Regions from separate parts of the Danio rerio genome. Here region 2 is linked to region 1. Evidence: chromatin contacts called from public Hi-C data. All regions are on one chromosome and are shown on one strand. The core of a region is the stretch at or near the end of the contact, and the rest is flanking DNA. Distances in the headings are between cores, read along the strand shown.

Region 1 (4,232 bases), core at 818-3,317:
TGTATTTCCAATGAGGCAGCGTTGGTATTAGCAGTCTGTTTGCTTTAAAGGTGCTAATAGGTTGCTGGATAGATGGGCTTCAAAAAAAATTCTAATGATCATTAACTTTGCAAGGACATGTCGACGATGTTCCACTAGCCCTAACCCTAACCTATCAATCTATTAATACTCTACTAAAACTCTAATGAGTGTTAGTTGATATGTAGTTGCAAAGTTACTTAGTCAACACACCGTCTAAAGAAAACCATCAAAATAAAGTTTAACCAGGTTTTGAATTCTTTGTGCCAGTCTTTGCTGTATGGAATTTTACATCATATATATAGCACAATATATTTTATTTGATAAAAGATATATATATATATATATATATATATATATATATATATATATATATATATATATATATATATATATATATATATAAATAAAACATAATAGTTTTAAAAACCTATCTCTAATAACTGATTTCTTTTATCTTTGCCATGATGACAGTAAAAACTATTTTACTAGATGTTTTTTAAGACAATTCTATACAGCTTAAAGTGACATTTAAAAGCTTAACAAAGTTAATTAGGGTAACTATACTCTATATGAATTATAGAGTAATTCGGCAAGTTATTGTATGATGATTATTTGTTCTGCAGACTATCAGTAAAAAATATACCTTAAAAGGGCTGAAAATTGTGTCCTGAAAATAGCTTTTAAAAAATTAAAAACTGCTTTTATTCTAGCCAAAGTAAAACAAATGATTTTTTTCCAAAAGAAAAAAATATTATCAGACATACTGTGAAAATTTCCTTGGTCTGTTAAACATCATTTGGGAAATATTTAAAAAAAAGAAAACCAAAATCAAATAATAATTCTGACTTCAACTGCAAATATTTTAAAAAGTTTATGCGTTATGTAAGTGTTTATTAATGTAATTAAGCAGTGAGAGTTCAGTTAATTGCTCAAAGTGTCTTATGAAAATAAGGAAGGCTTGCAGAATGGCTCACTGAATCAATCAGTAAATCAATAACTTTTCCGTTTTCTCAGAACACTGACCTCTGAAGAAGCTTTATAAAATCGACAGAATTATCATTGGAAACTAGCCTATAGTGAAACAGTTGGTTCATGATTATCCATCCTTGAACCAACCAATACAACATAAAAAAATAATAATGAATGAGAGAATATGAGGATAAAGCTATTTTTCTGTCTTGGAAAGCAGCACAGTCTCCTGCTCTCTTCGTCTGCCTCATATGCACAGGTGCAGTGTTTTAGACAATGTCCCCTGGACTCTCACTGACCCTCAGCTGCACTTTCCGCTTTAAACCTTTAATAATACATGCAAAAAGAATATTAAATCATCTTTGCTAACTGTATTACAGTAGTTTATATCCAGATGCCTCAGGTATAAAGTCTCTCCGTGTTGAAAGTAATTTTTGTAGGCCTATTAGTTAAGACTTATAGTATATAAAAAAGGCAACATCAACGCTTTAAAAATAGCTAATTTATTCACTCAAACAGCTATCACAGCGTGTAGCACACCAGATCTTCATTAGTCTATTTTTTTGTACTTATTTTTGTTTGGCTGAAATAACAGATTAATACTTGTATGAGTTTTGAGTATGACCATAGAATACTTCCAAATACTCCAGTACTACTTGAATTGAAATAGGCCAATTATTAGTTCTTAAAATACTTTAAGTGTGACAGTTGTAAACTTAATTTCTACATCTAATATTCTACATTCCACTCTATCTATCTATCTATCTATCTATCTATCTATCTATCTATCTATCTATCTATCTATCTATCTATCTATCTATCTATCTATCTATCTATCTATCTATCTATCTATCTATCTATCTGTCTGTCTGTCTGTCTGTCTGTCTGTCTGTCTGTCTGTCTGTCTGTCTGTCTGTCTGTCTGTCTGTCTGTCTGTCTGTCTGTCTGTCTGTCTGTCTGTCTGTCTGTCTATCTATCTATCTATCTATCTATCCATCCATCCACAATGAAGTTGACAACTTACCTCAATAGGCAACTGAGCAGGTTCACAAAAACAGTGCACTTTAACTCCACCTAGTGTTCATTGTTCAGATGTGGGAATCACAGGAAGTACTGTTTACTAGGCCCGTTTGTACAGGCACAGTAGGTGTTTGTTCAAGGTTACAACGCGAAATAAAAAAGTAGGGTACAGTCATGTTTTACTTATTGGGCCTGGATAACGAGCAAGATAAGGTTGCATCCCGTTTGGAGGGACGGGGAATATATATAGGTGAGATATTCCCGCTCAAACCCTCAGCACTTCAGGGTCAAATGAAAATTGCTTAAGCAATTTGGCAGCTGCACATTTGCCTAAATCTGAAAATAATACCCACATGGTTTATGCACATTGTGAATTAAATTGATGTTGGAAAGTCGGACTATTTACTGGGGTATCTGTACCTTATTGTTACTGTTTACCGTTTGTTTTGCTGCAGTCTGTTTGCAATCAGAATGAGCTGTAGAGTTATTTAGGTCTGTATCCGATTCCCGGATAGTGTTTTTTTAGTGTTTTCATGTTTTAAGACAACTTAGAGATTTTTTTTTATTATTAGTATGTGGCTTTTCATCGCCAAAAACACGTTGTGAATTGTGTATTATAGCTGCTTGCTATTAATATTATTTTGGCTTTAACAACAAAACAATTATATTTTACCTAGCAATTGGTGTATGTTAGATTTGAGTGTTTTTCAGAATAGGTCTTCTACTTCAGCAGCACTTACACATTTTTTTTCATATGAGTTTTTTTCTTTCTTTTTATAAAGGGTTATCGTTATAAATTTACAAATTTATATTGTGCATACAATTCTACAAATTCTGAAAAGAAGCATTTTTGAAAAAATGTTAAAAACAGAAAAAAGTTTGTACCTGAGATTATTCAGTGTTCAAATTTTTGTGCTAGACATACAGTTGAAGTCAGAATTATTAGCCCCTCTGAATTATTAGACCTCTTATTTATTTTTCCCCAATTTTTGTTTAATGGAGAGCAGATTTTTTTCAACATATTTCTAAACATAATGTTTTTAATAACTCATTTCTAATAACAGATTTATTTTATCTTTACCATGATGACTGTAAATAATATTTTACTAGATATTTTTCAAGACACTACTATTTAGCTTAAAGTGACATTTAAAGGCTTAACTGGGTTAATTAGGTTAACTAGACAGGTAAGGGTAATTAGGCAAGTTATTGTATAACAGTGTTTTTTTCTGTAGACTATCGAGAAAAAATATAGCTTAAAGGGAGTAATAATTTTGTCTCTAAAATGATGTTTTTTAAAAAAACTGCTTTTATTCTAGCCTAAATGAAACAAGTAAGATTTTCTCCAGAAGAAAAAATATAATCAGAAATACCGTGAAAATTTCCTTGCTCTGTTAAACATCATTTGGAAAATATTTTAAAAAGAAGAAAAAAATTCAAAGGGGGCTAATAATTCTGACTTCAACTGTACATGTAAACTAACACCTACTTCATGACCTCATTTGCATATTCAAAGATAACATTTGAGAAAGCGGGTAATACAAAAAAGATCATTTCTAATTTTATCAATCTACTGATGAAGTATGATGACAACTATTGACATTATTTGGTTTTCTTATGGCTATAGATCAGGCATGTCCAAAGTCAGTCCTGGAGGGCCTTTGTCCTGCATATTTTAGTTCCGATCTTAATTAAACACACCCGAACAAGCTAATCAAGCTCTTTCTAGGTATACTAGAAACTTCCAGGGATGTGTGTTGAACGAAGTTGGAGCTAAACCATGCAGGACACCGGCCCTTGGGGACCGAGTTTGGACACTCCTGCTATAGATGATCTGAATATGATTTCTTCACATATCCTATTGCATTTGAACATTAAGCAGTACACAAGTATTACATTACAAACATTTCCCAGCTCTGCTGTCATTTCCTGGGTTTAGATCCTGGATTTGAGGATTTCAGCTTTATGCAGCTTTTATCCAGTTTTATTTCAATGTAATCCAATGGGCCATACCAAAAATGCCTGAATCATTAGACCCTTTTAAAAGTAATCAAAAATTAACATTCTGTACTATTTTTTCACAACAAACCACCAAACATTATTTTAAAAAGTGATAATGCTTTTTTCTTTCTAGACTGAAGCATCATAATGTTCAGGCACAGGGTAATGTTGCAGAAAGTCCTGCTAAAACAAGTTCACCACATCCTGTCTCATATTCAAGC
Region 2 (4,232 bases), core at 777-3,276, 270 kb after region 1:
TGACGAGCTGTTATAATATACTGAAAGCATTATGTAAATAATATATATAATGTGTAAGTAATACATTTTATTTCTAAGACAACAACAAACTCTGCACCGCATCTGATGTCATTCCCTCGCTGTAAATGCTGGCAATCCCGTTTTTTTCTGCCACCTCCCTGCGTGCGCATCCTGAATGTTTACAAACATGGTAATTGGTCTATAGCTTCTGAGAATCCAAAAAGAGCCACATATTGATAAATAATGTTGTGATAGCTGTTTTACATTAAGGTTTGATTGAATTGCCTCTTGTTACAGTTATGAAATAGTTTGATAACAAGCAGGAAATGTTCACGGGCCAATGACATGAACACATTGAAATGGTCTTCATAGAAAATAAATAATAATTTGCATATAACAATACACACAATAGTTTTTCTCTTTCAAAGACAAGTGACAATAATTATTCTTTGGAAAAAAAACTATTTTAAAAACACTGTAATTAGTATTAATATCTTTCTTAAAGCATATTTTAACTTGACCAAAACAAATGCAACAAGTTAAATTATTGTGATTTCACAGTAACTATAACTTTGTACTGCAATAACTAAAAGAGGATATGACAGTAGGCATGATGAATACTGAAAAAGAAACATTAAGGGTAATGTAAAGTTGGTTTTACATTGGTACATTTGTTTAGTGCCAACTTGTGACACGATCCCTATATTGCTTACCATGGTATTTTTCTTATTCTGTGTGAAACCACATGTAAAAAGGACTTAAGAACAACATTAGCACTATTTGATCGACTGTGAGTGAGCACTGTTGTGCTCTGATAGTCATTGGCTGATGATATTCATTTATTCATTTTCTTTACAGCTTAATCCCTTTATTAATTAGGGGTCGCCACAGTGGAAGGAACCACCAACTCATCCAGCATATTTTTACGCAGGTGATGCAACCTATTGCTAGGAAACACCCATACACTCATTCACAGACAAACACTCCAGACAATTTGGCTTACCAAATTCACCTACAGCATGTCTTCTGACTTGTGGGGGAAACCAGTGTTGTGCCGAGAAATACACCGCTGACGCAAAATGCATTCCCTCATAGACTTTCATTAACATTCTCAGTCAAAATTCTTTTTTTTTTTTTTATCTAAATTGATTAAAACATAAAATTATTATTATGATGGATAAAACAAGGACAAGAAGTTAAGCAAATTTTAAATGCGCTAGGTTAACAAATAAATGTAAAATAATAGTAATGACTGTAGTGTGGCCTAAAATTAGGCTTTTTGGTGGGCTTTAAACAGACATTTAGGTAACATGGAACACATAAAATTGTTGTTGCTGGTTTAAACTAAACCACCCATTACACAATTTACTTAATCTCATCGGCATTGTATTTAAAGTGAGTTTATTGATCTATTTATCCATGTATCTTCTCTATGGGAAGGGTTCCATTAATGAAACTCAACTCAGTCACTCTCATTGTTGTCATAACTCTAGTACTATTATTGTTTTAATCAATTTTAGTTAATAGATGAACATTTCAGATGGAGTGAATTTTAGGGCAGGGGTGCGCAACCCGGTGTAGCAGTCAAGTCTGTTCCCTTCTGGAATTCCAGTTCCAAAAGCAAAGTGGTTCTAAAAGTACGTATTTTTTCCGCGAACACGGGGAGAACGTGCAAACTCCACACAGAAACGCCAACTGAACCAGCGACCTTCATGCTTGTGAGGCAACAGCACTACCCACTATAATTTATATTATAATAAATTATATTATTAAGGGAAAAATTCAGAATGTCCTAATATAAAACCAACTTTACCTCAATAAAAGAAACGTTAAACACCAAAGAAGCTTTACCATATCAAACGCCTTTGCCATCCATGTTTGTACCTCACTATCTGAGGGCTGCAGAAAATCATTCTTCTCGGGATCAACACCGACTTCTTGCATCCCTATATACGTGTCAATAACAAACTTGTAAGCGTACAAATAAAGTAAAGTCAGCACAAATATAAAAAACAACAGCGTTTTCCCTGCACGTGTTTACGGAGGACTGTAATAACCGATGGACACCTCAGGGTGGTGAACAGACCGAGTAATCGATCGACCGAATAGACTCTATCTGTTATCTGCAGTTAGCCTGTCTGCAGCTAACATGAGAACTTATTGCCATGTAGCATTGTGCTAGCTAGTGAGTTACGTCTAAACCCGCTCTTGCTTCTCTTATTTCTTTTAATTTTCGGTGTCAAGTCTGTTAAAATGTTGAGTTCTACATGGAATTTCATCAAACGCCATAAGAGGAAATTCATCTTCACTGGGGTGTTTGTTGGAGGTAACTAACGTGGGCAACTGAACCTCATCCATGCATACATATCAGTGACTGTTCACTAGCTGTAACTATTTCTTGTTTTTAATAAAATACTTGTAGCTATAGCATGTTAATATGATGTGATGTGTAGTTTAGCGTGTTATTACAGTGTTGACAACCATTATATATTTTTTCCACATTCAGCCCTTCAATCTCAGTTCACCTGTCACCTAGTTTTTCTATTGGCATAGTCAAATCAAAGTTGAAATGGACTTTGCCCTGGTATTTTTAGTCAACAGAAAGGCTTTATTTAACTGAATAGTTCTTGCTTGCAGCATATCACTTTGTTAACATGGATGCTATACTATATTGTAATCTCAAACTTTTTATTTGCAGGTGTTTATCTGCTTGGTAAATATGCACAGAGAAAAATTCAGGAGATGCAGGAGCGAGAGGCAGCTGAATACATTGCTCAAGCTCGGAGACAGTTTCATTTTGAAAGCAACCAAAGGACATGCAACATGACAGGTAAACTAAATACCGCCATAACTGATGTTTATGTTGTTATAATTATTTATGGAGTATGTAATTTGTTTTTTGTAGTGTTATCAATGCTCCCCACTCTCCGAGAGGCAATCATCCATCACCTGAACTCAGAGAGTCTCACTGCTTTGCTGAAGACTAAGTGAGTTATGCACGTGTGTGTGTGTGTGTGTGTGTGTGTGTGTGTGTGTGTGTGTGTGTGTGTGTGTGTGTTTGTGTGTGTGTTTGTGTGTGTGTGTTTGTGTTTGTGTGTGTGTGTGTGTGTGTGTGTGTGTGTGTGTGTGTGTGTGTGTGTGTGTGTTGTAGAAGCTTAACTACATTATAAACGTAAAAGAATATAAATGACGCAAGTGATCATGTCTTTCTCTACAGGCCAGCAAATAAACTTGAAATCTGGGAGGATCTAAAGATTATAAGTGAGATTATTTCTCATTTTTATGTAGTTTGTCATATATTGTTTTTTCATTCATTCATTTTCTTTTCGGCTTAGTCTCTTTATTAATTAGAGGTTGCCCCAGCAGAATGAACCGCCAACTTATCCAGCATATGTTTTACACAGTGGATGCCCTTCCGACTGCAACCCAAGACTGGAAAACATCCATACATCCTCATTCACTAGATACACTATGGCCAATTTAGTTTATGCAATCTTGCTACCCACTGCACCACTGTGTCGCCTATTGTTTTTTTTTTCATTCAGTCATTTCTTTCAGCTTAGTCCCTTTATTAATCAGGGGTTGCCCCAGCGGAATGAACCGCCAACTTATCCAGCATATGTTTTACGCAGCGGATGCACTTTCAGCAGGCAACTTAGCACTTGAAAACACTCATCATACACTCTGACATGCACACATACACTACGGCCAATTTAATTTATTCAATTCACCTATAGCACATGTCTTTAGATTGTGGGGGAAACTGGAGCACCCAGAGGAAACCCACGAGAACACGAGGAGAACATGCTACACACAGAAATGCCAACTTACCCAGCCAGGGCTCGAATCCTCAACCTTCTTGCTGTGAGATGATCATGCTACCCACTGCGCCACTGTGACGCCCTATTGTTTTTATTGAGAATAAATATTTTGTATATAGCAATTGAATTTATTTTGTTTATGAACAGTAAAATTACAGTAAAAATGTTGACATTTCAATTCACTCATTCCTTTTAAAATTTAATATAATTGAATATTTTTTTATTTTACAGAATTTCCTTTTTAACATTCTCAATCAAAAAATCTTAAAAATAATAAATAACTTTTTTCAAAGAAATTGAATATCAGAGTGAGCTGAATTGTCAATTGTATTCAAGTAGTAAACAGTTGTAGTAACAATTGAAACTTTTTTTTTTAAGTACAATGTAGCAAATTCCACTGACATCATGTGG

Evidence for each region. A called contact is a pair of places that touch in the nucleus more often than the background predicts.
Region 2: a Hi-C map of an unstated tissue shows a contact between it and region 1, with 2.9 times the contacts expected there. The contact joins the promoter of adat2 here to the promoter of aig1 in region 1. A contact is called at or near these places in 3 of 18 Hi-C or Micro-C datasets (caudal fin, hematopoietic stem cells and an unstated tissue) and 2 of 4 datasets of contacts at active chromatin or transcription factors (caudal fin and embryo).

What each region holds. Positions count from the first base shown.
Region 1 is chr20:40,768,123-40,772,354 of GRCz12tu, forward strand. aig1 (androgen-induced 1 (H. sapiens)) reads left to right here and starts at 2,068. Exons shown (of 9, transcript XM_073933551.1): 1 at 2,068-2,260.
Region 2 is chr20:41,038,877-41,043,108 of GRCz12tu, forward strand. adat2 (adenosine deaminase tRNA specific 2) reads right to left here and starts at 2,027. Exons shown (of 6, transcript NM_001083097.1): 1 at 1,852-2,027. The coding sequence starts at 1,944. It overlaps pex3 (peroxisomal biogenesis factor 3), which reads left to right and starts at 2,108. Exons shown (of 12, transcript NM_200228.1): 1 at 2,108-2,326; 2 at 2,699-2,830; 3 at 2,906-2,987; 4 at 3,218-3,261. The coding sequence starts at 2,254.